Regions from separate parts of the Gossypium hirsutum genome. Here region 1 is linked to region 2. A link is a contact called in public Hi-C data. All regions are on one chromosome and are shown on one strand. The core of a region is the stretch at or near the end of the contact, and the rest is flanking DNA. Distances in the headings are between cores, read along the strand shown. Region 1 holds the start of LOC107896921 (60S ribosomal protein L38). Region 2 holds the start of LOC121208305.

Evidence for each region. Hi-C and Micro-C count contacts between places; a contact is called where the count stands out from the background.
Region 1: a contact with region 2 is called in a Hi-C map of leaf, with 2.0 times the contacts expected there. The contact joins the promoter of LOC107896921 here to the promoter of LOC121208305 in region 2. A contact is called at or near these places in 6 of 34 Hi-C or Micro-C datasets (anther, callus, hypocotyl and 1 more).

What each region holds. Positions count from the first base shown.
Region 1 is chrA10:79,894,470-79,897,398 of Gossypium_hirsutum_v2.1, reverse strand. It overlaps LOC107896921 (60S ribosomal protein L38), which reads right to left and starts at 1,468. Exons shown (of 3, transcript XM_016822232.2): 1 at 1,229-1,468; 2 at 271-454; 3 at 1-152. The coding sequence starts at 1,231. The coding sequence ends at 130.
Region 2 is chrA10:79,510,288-79,512,987 of Gossypium_hirsutum_v2.1, reverse strand. LOC121208305 reads left to right here and starts at 1,287. Exons shown (of 3, transcript XM_041078857.1): 1 at 1,287-1,304; 2 at 1,386-1,474; 3 at 1,566-2,082. The coding sequence starts at 1,287. The coding sequence ends at 2,082. LOC107896925 (a long non-coding RNA gene) reads right to left here and starts at 1,847. Exons shown (of 5, transcript XR_005903256.1): 1 at 1,566-1,847; 2 at 1,386-1,467; 3 at 943-1,304; 4 at 730-797.

The DNA.
Region 1 (2,929 bases), core at 219-2,718, 380 kb before region 2:
AAAAAACACCAAATAAAAATCCATTATAAAAACTTTTGATCGTTGCAAAACGATTCGAAATGCAAGCAATAAACTAAAAGTCAAAATCTAGTTTTCATTGCCTAGTACAAGCTAAGGGCAGTTTTAATTTCACAGGTCTTGGACGCTCAAACCTGCAAACATGAAAACAGTGACGGTAAAGACATATAAGTAACGGGAAAGTAATTTCAAATATGGACATAGGTTCAATAAAAACAAGAATGTAAAAGCGGCTCCTTCATCATGAATTACCTGGAGGAAGAGACTGCTTCAACTTGTCAGCCTTCTCAGCATCAGACACGCAAAGGGTGTACAAGTACTTGGAGCAGCGGACCTTGAACTTGACAACATCTCTGCTTTTCTTGATTTTTACAGAGCGAGCATCTTTCCTTCTAGCAGTGAGAAGGAAGTCCTTGATCTCATGAATTTGCTTAGGCTGTCCATCAGAATACAAATCTTAGGAAATAAAGCAGAACCAGAAAACATGATATTAAAAGCCTAAAGATCATCATCGACAGGTCAGTTAACTGCTCGAGCACAAGGAAAACACAAACTAGGACTACTGGAAATAAATAAATAAAAACTGGACATTCATGCTAACCAAACATTCCAACATTCCAAATATTTCAGCTTAGTTTGTTAAGCAGCAAATTAGTTCAAACTTTTAAACAATCATTTATCAGACCAGACCAGCCTACCATTAAATGAGTTCATCTCACGACTCAAGTTGACACTGAAATCAAAAGATACCAAAAAAGAAAGAAATAAAAAACTCATCAACTCAATGCAATTAATAGCAATATTTTCAAGCAGACCAAGGGCAAAGTACCTCATTGCAAATATTCCAATGAAACAAAACGAGAAAATACATACATTGAATGCACAACCATTTACCAAAGTTTCACAATCCGTAAAACTATAATCTAAGGCAAAGCTCACATATTTCAAATGTCTCCTAAAATACAGAACCCAAACTATTTCTCAAAATCTTTTAAACCAATTGAAATTTCAACCCATCTTCACTAAGAACATAAACGAAAAAAAAAAAGAAAAGCAAGCCAACAACAGAAAAAAAAATGAAACGATTACCGGTAAAAGAGGATCTGAAGAACAAATAATCATCATTAAGAAAGAGGCATTGACCATGAAAAAAAAATCAGACTCGGAGATCTAATGAAATAAATGGAGAGGGAAAGAGACTTTATTTTACCATTTTCAACTGAAGCTTTCAGGGGAGCTTCCTCACTCTGCAGGAACACCTAAAAATCAAAGCTCGCAGTCCAACCTTGTGTTTCTTCGTTATTTGATTATATGGAGGCGTTGAAGGAAAACCCTAAAAATAGTTTACTTTGTTACCCGTTTTACCCTTGTTTAAGTGGTTTTATTATTAAGAGTCCGAATCTCCTATCCTGCTGCTGGACTTGGACGGGATCTTTTGCGTAACAGAAATGACCTTATTATGGGCCAAGAGGCCCTTTATACTAAAAATTCAACATTCAATCGAATCAATATTGAATATGGATTGGCAAAAGATACACACCGTGAATTTAATTGAAATTTTAAAATTTTTAATCACAGGATTAATTTTAATTAATTTAAGTGGTTAATCGAATTATACATTTTTTAAAAAAATAAGTTTAAAATATAAAAAAAAATCCATGATAATTTTTTCCTTAATTAAAAAAAACATAATAACAACTATAAATTGAAAACATAATAATAAACATTACATTAAAAACATTTTTTTTTTTACTTTTCTTTGTTTAAGTTTTTTTTACGAACCTTTCTCATGTTCTCTTTTTCTTTCGCTGTCTTAGGACAATCCTCTAAAGAGAGATGAAATCATGATACAGAAGGTTGGTTTCCTTTCCTCGAATCTCTCATTAAATAATGCTCCAATATCTTATCTATGTATGAAGCCTGAGACAATGGTATCACTTTGTTCTTTCGATCCTTTAGGATTCTAATACCTAGAATGAAATTAACTTCTCCAAAGCCCTTCATGCTAAACTGTTGGGTTAACTATAGTTTAACCAATGACAATGTCCCTACATCATTCTCAATGAGTAGAATATCATCATATAAAACGAGAAAGACCACATTTTCATCCCTTAAACATTTATAAACATAAGGTGTATCTACATTTTGCTCAAATACAAAAGTCTTGATCACTTGATCAAATCTTTGATTTTATGAGTAGGACACTTGCTTAAGTCCATATACGGGTCTAAATAGTTTGCAAACTTTATACTTGTTTCCTTTAATTATATATCTGGTGGGTTGCATCATGTAGATGCTCTCTCAAGATAGCCATTTAAAAATATTGTCTTGACATCCATTTGCTAGATCTCGTAATCAAGAGCCGTCACAATGAATAGTAATATACAGATTAACTTGAGTATGGCAATCGGAGAGAAGGTTTCTTCGTAATCAATGTTTTATTTTTTAGTATAACCTTTTGCTACAAATTTGGCCTTATAAGTTTCTACTTTTTCATCCGCGTTTCTTTTCTTTTTGTAGATCTACTTACACCCTATGGGTTTTATCCATTTCGGTAAGTTTACAGGTTCCCACATTGAGTTGGAATACATTAGGTCCATCTTAGCTTTTATAGCTATTTCCCAGAGCTTGGAATCAACATTCTGTATCACTTCGTCATATGTTGAGGCTATAATAGTTTGCTCTTTTAGGTTATAAAACAAACCACCATTTGTTCCCTTTGGATATCCTACAAACATGCACAATTTTGTCCTTAAGCTTAACTTCCTCGCATCTTTATCCAATACGTGGGTCGAGCATTCCCAAATCTTAAAATGATTAAGATTCGACTTCCTGTCATGTCACAATTTGTATGAGGTTTTTTATGCTGCCTTAGTTGGCACATTATTCAAAATATAGCAAGTCATTTGTA
Region 2 (2,700 bases), core at 38-2,537:
GCAATGCGTGAAGGATTGTTGAAATGAGTAAAAGCCAGTCGGAGTGGACCGCAGGTGTCACACTTACTCTTCGCTGATGACTGTATTTTATTTAGTAAAGCAACGAGTAGAGGAGCTAATATCTTAAAAGAAATCCTTAGAAAGTACAGAATGTGTTAAGGACAATGCATTAATTTCGACAAATCAGTTGCCTTTTTTAGCAAGAATACGCCTGATGTTGATAGAAGAGTGGTGGGTAATATATTGGGAGTACGAAGCTCGAGTGACCCAAAGCGTTACCTAGGATTACCTAACATGGTAGGCAGGAAGAAAAGGGAGTCGTTTCAAATTTTAAAGGATCGAATCAAGCAGCGCATTGATCAATGGGGTACAAGACATTTATCACAATGAGGGAAAGAAGTATTTATTAAGGCCATACTCCAAGCCATCCCAACTTACTCAATGGCCTGTTTCCTTTTTCCCAAGATATTGTGTGGTGAGATTAAGAATATTATTTCCAAGTTTTGGTGGCAAAAGGGCCATGGAAGAAGGGGTATACACTGGTCTGCATGGAGGAACCTTTGTACTTTGAAGGAAAATGAAGGTCTTGGGTTTCGAAATATTAGCCAGTTTAATATCGCTATGTTAGCTAAGCAAGGGTGGCGCCTCATTAATTATCCAAATTTCTTACTAGCAAAAGTTCTTAAAGCCAAGTTTTAATACACAGTTGGGTAACTCCCCATCACTTACCTGGAAGAGTGTCTGGGCTGTAAAAGGATTGTTACGAAGTGGGCTGAGTTGGAGAGTTGGACGGGGAACTGGAATCTCAGTGTGGAATGATTAGTGGATACCAAGAATTGATACGGTTGTTAGGAGTCACGAAAACAACAATGAAGTCCAATTAGTTTCAGATATAATTGATGCAACAAATAATATGTGGAAGTCTGAACTAGTACTAAGTACCTTCCCAGTAGATACTGCCCAAAAGATTTTGCAAATCCCTCTGGCGAAACTCCTAGGAGTTGATTTTCAGGTGTAGAAGGGTGAGATTTCTAGTGAGTTTTCGGTCAGAAGTGCCTACAAACTATTACAAAGCACTAGCTCGAATCCTAACAACTTATTATTACAGACCGATTTAAAAAATTTCTACAAAAACCTCTCGAATTTACAGTTACCCTCAAAGATTACTATTACAGTTTTGAGATCATCATGGAACTATATGCCTACTCTAGTTAATTTACGATCTAAACGAGTAGTCGACACTGCTGTTTGTTCTCGATGTAGATCTGGGGAGGAAGATTTATCTCATGTCTTTCGGTATTGTCCTGTAGCAATTGAAGTTTGGCAAATGTTAGATCTTCTTTGGTTAATAAATTTTTGGTTCAGAGGTTCTGGGACTGGCTTACTTGGATGTTCCAAAAGAGCACTCCCAAACAAGGTCGATTGCTTTGCTGTGGCATATGGGTCCTGTGGGGGTCAAGAAACAAGCTCATGCATGAAAGAAAAGTTGAGTCAGGAAGAGAGATAGCATCAAAATTTCAAAGGTATTTGGCTGAGATTGATGGTCTGGCAGAAAAAAGGAGTACCTTATTTACAGCTACGAGGGCCATTCAGAGCGATACGAGTTCTGGGATGACGATTCACTTTGATGCTGCTTTTAACCGAAGGGATTTCAAATCGATGGCAAGCCTGGTGGTTCGGGATCAGATGGGAGTAATTCTTGCTACGAAGACGGTCTTAAATTCAAATGTTTCAACTTCTTTTGCAGCAGAAGCTTATGCAGGTCTTCACTCGATTAATCTTGGACTTTCCATGGGTATACACTCAGTTACGGTAAAGGGGGATTCACGAACCATCATAAAGAAATGTCAAACATCGATGCAAGATAAGTCAGTTATAGGAGCAATCATCAGTGATATTCAAAAAAAGTCGGAGTTTTTTCAAGAAATCAGGTTCCAATTTATCAATAGAATCGAGAACATCTTGGCTCATAAAATTGCAGAAGAAGTGCTAAGAAGGGGAGAAGAAACACACCTGGAAGGAGAGGCACTACACCATATTTATGTGTGTTCGGAGGGAAGATGGAGTAGGCTCCCAGATTGAGAATGGCTTTGTGAAATATGAAGAGGATTGGATAGCATACTATGGAAAAAACTGAAAAGCTATCAAATGCAGTAGATGGGTTTTTTGGAAATGAAAGGACGATTTGTAAATGGTGTCCAGCTGCAATCTTATTCGACTAGTAATTATTACCCTAGGTTTCCTATTTTCGTAGCTTTAAGTATTCTGCTTTCCACTAGTTTTTGTTTTTCTTTTATTTTTCTTTAATGGACCGGTTGGGGGTATACCCAGTAGGCCCATGTCTTAGCATCGAACTTCTGTTATTGTTTAATTTAAATTAATGTCTAGTCTATTTTTATTCAAAAAAAATGATTGGACGTAAATTTTTTATTTTAATAAATGAATTTCTTAATTTTTAAAAAGGTTGGAACAATGATGACTTAAATTGTGATTTAGAATGTTGAATACCTTTAAAAGCTATAAATCTCTAATTTATTGTCTTATGTTCATTTTACATACTATTGATTATTCTAATTGGATGAACAAATCTTTATTTCTTGTTTATTTATTTTTAAAATTATTATTTCATATTGAGAAAAAAGTTAGAAGCAAATATATTCATTTAAATTAGTGAATTCAATGCTTGTTGTTGAAATAAAT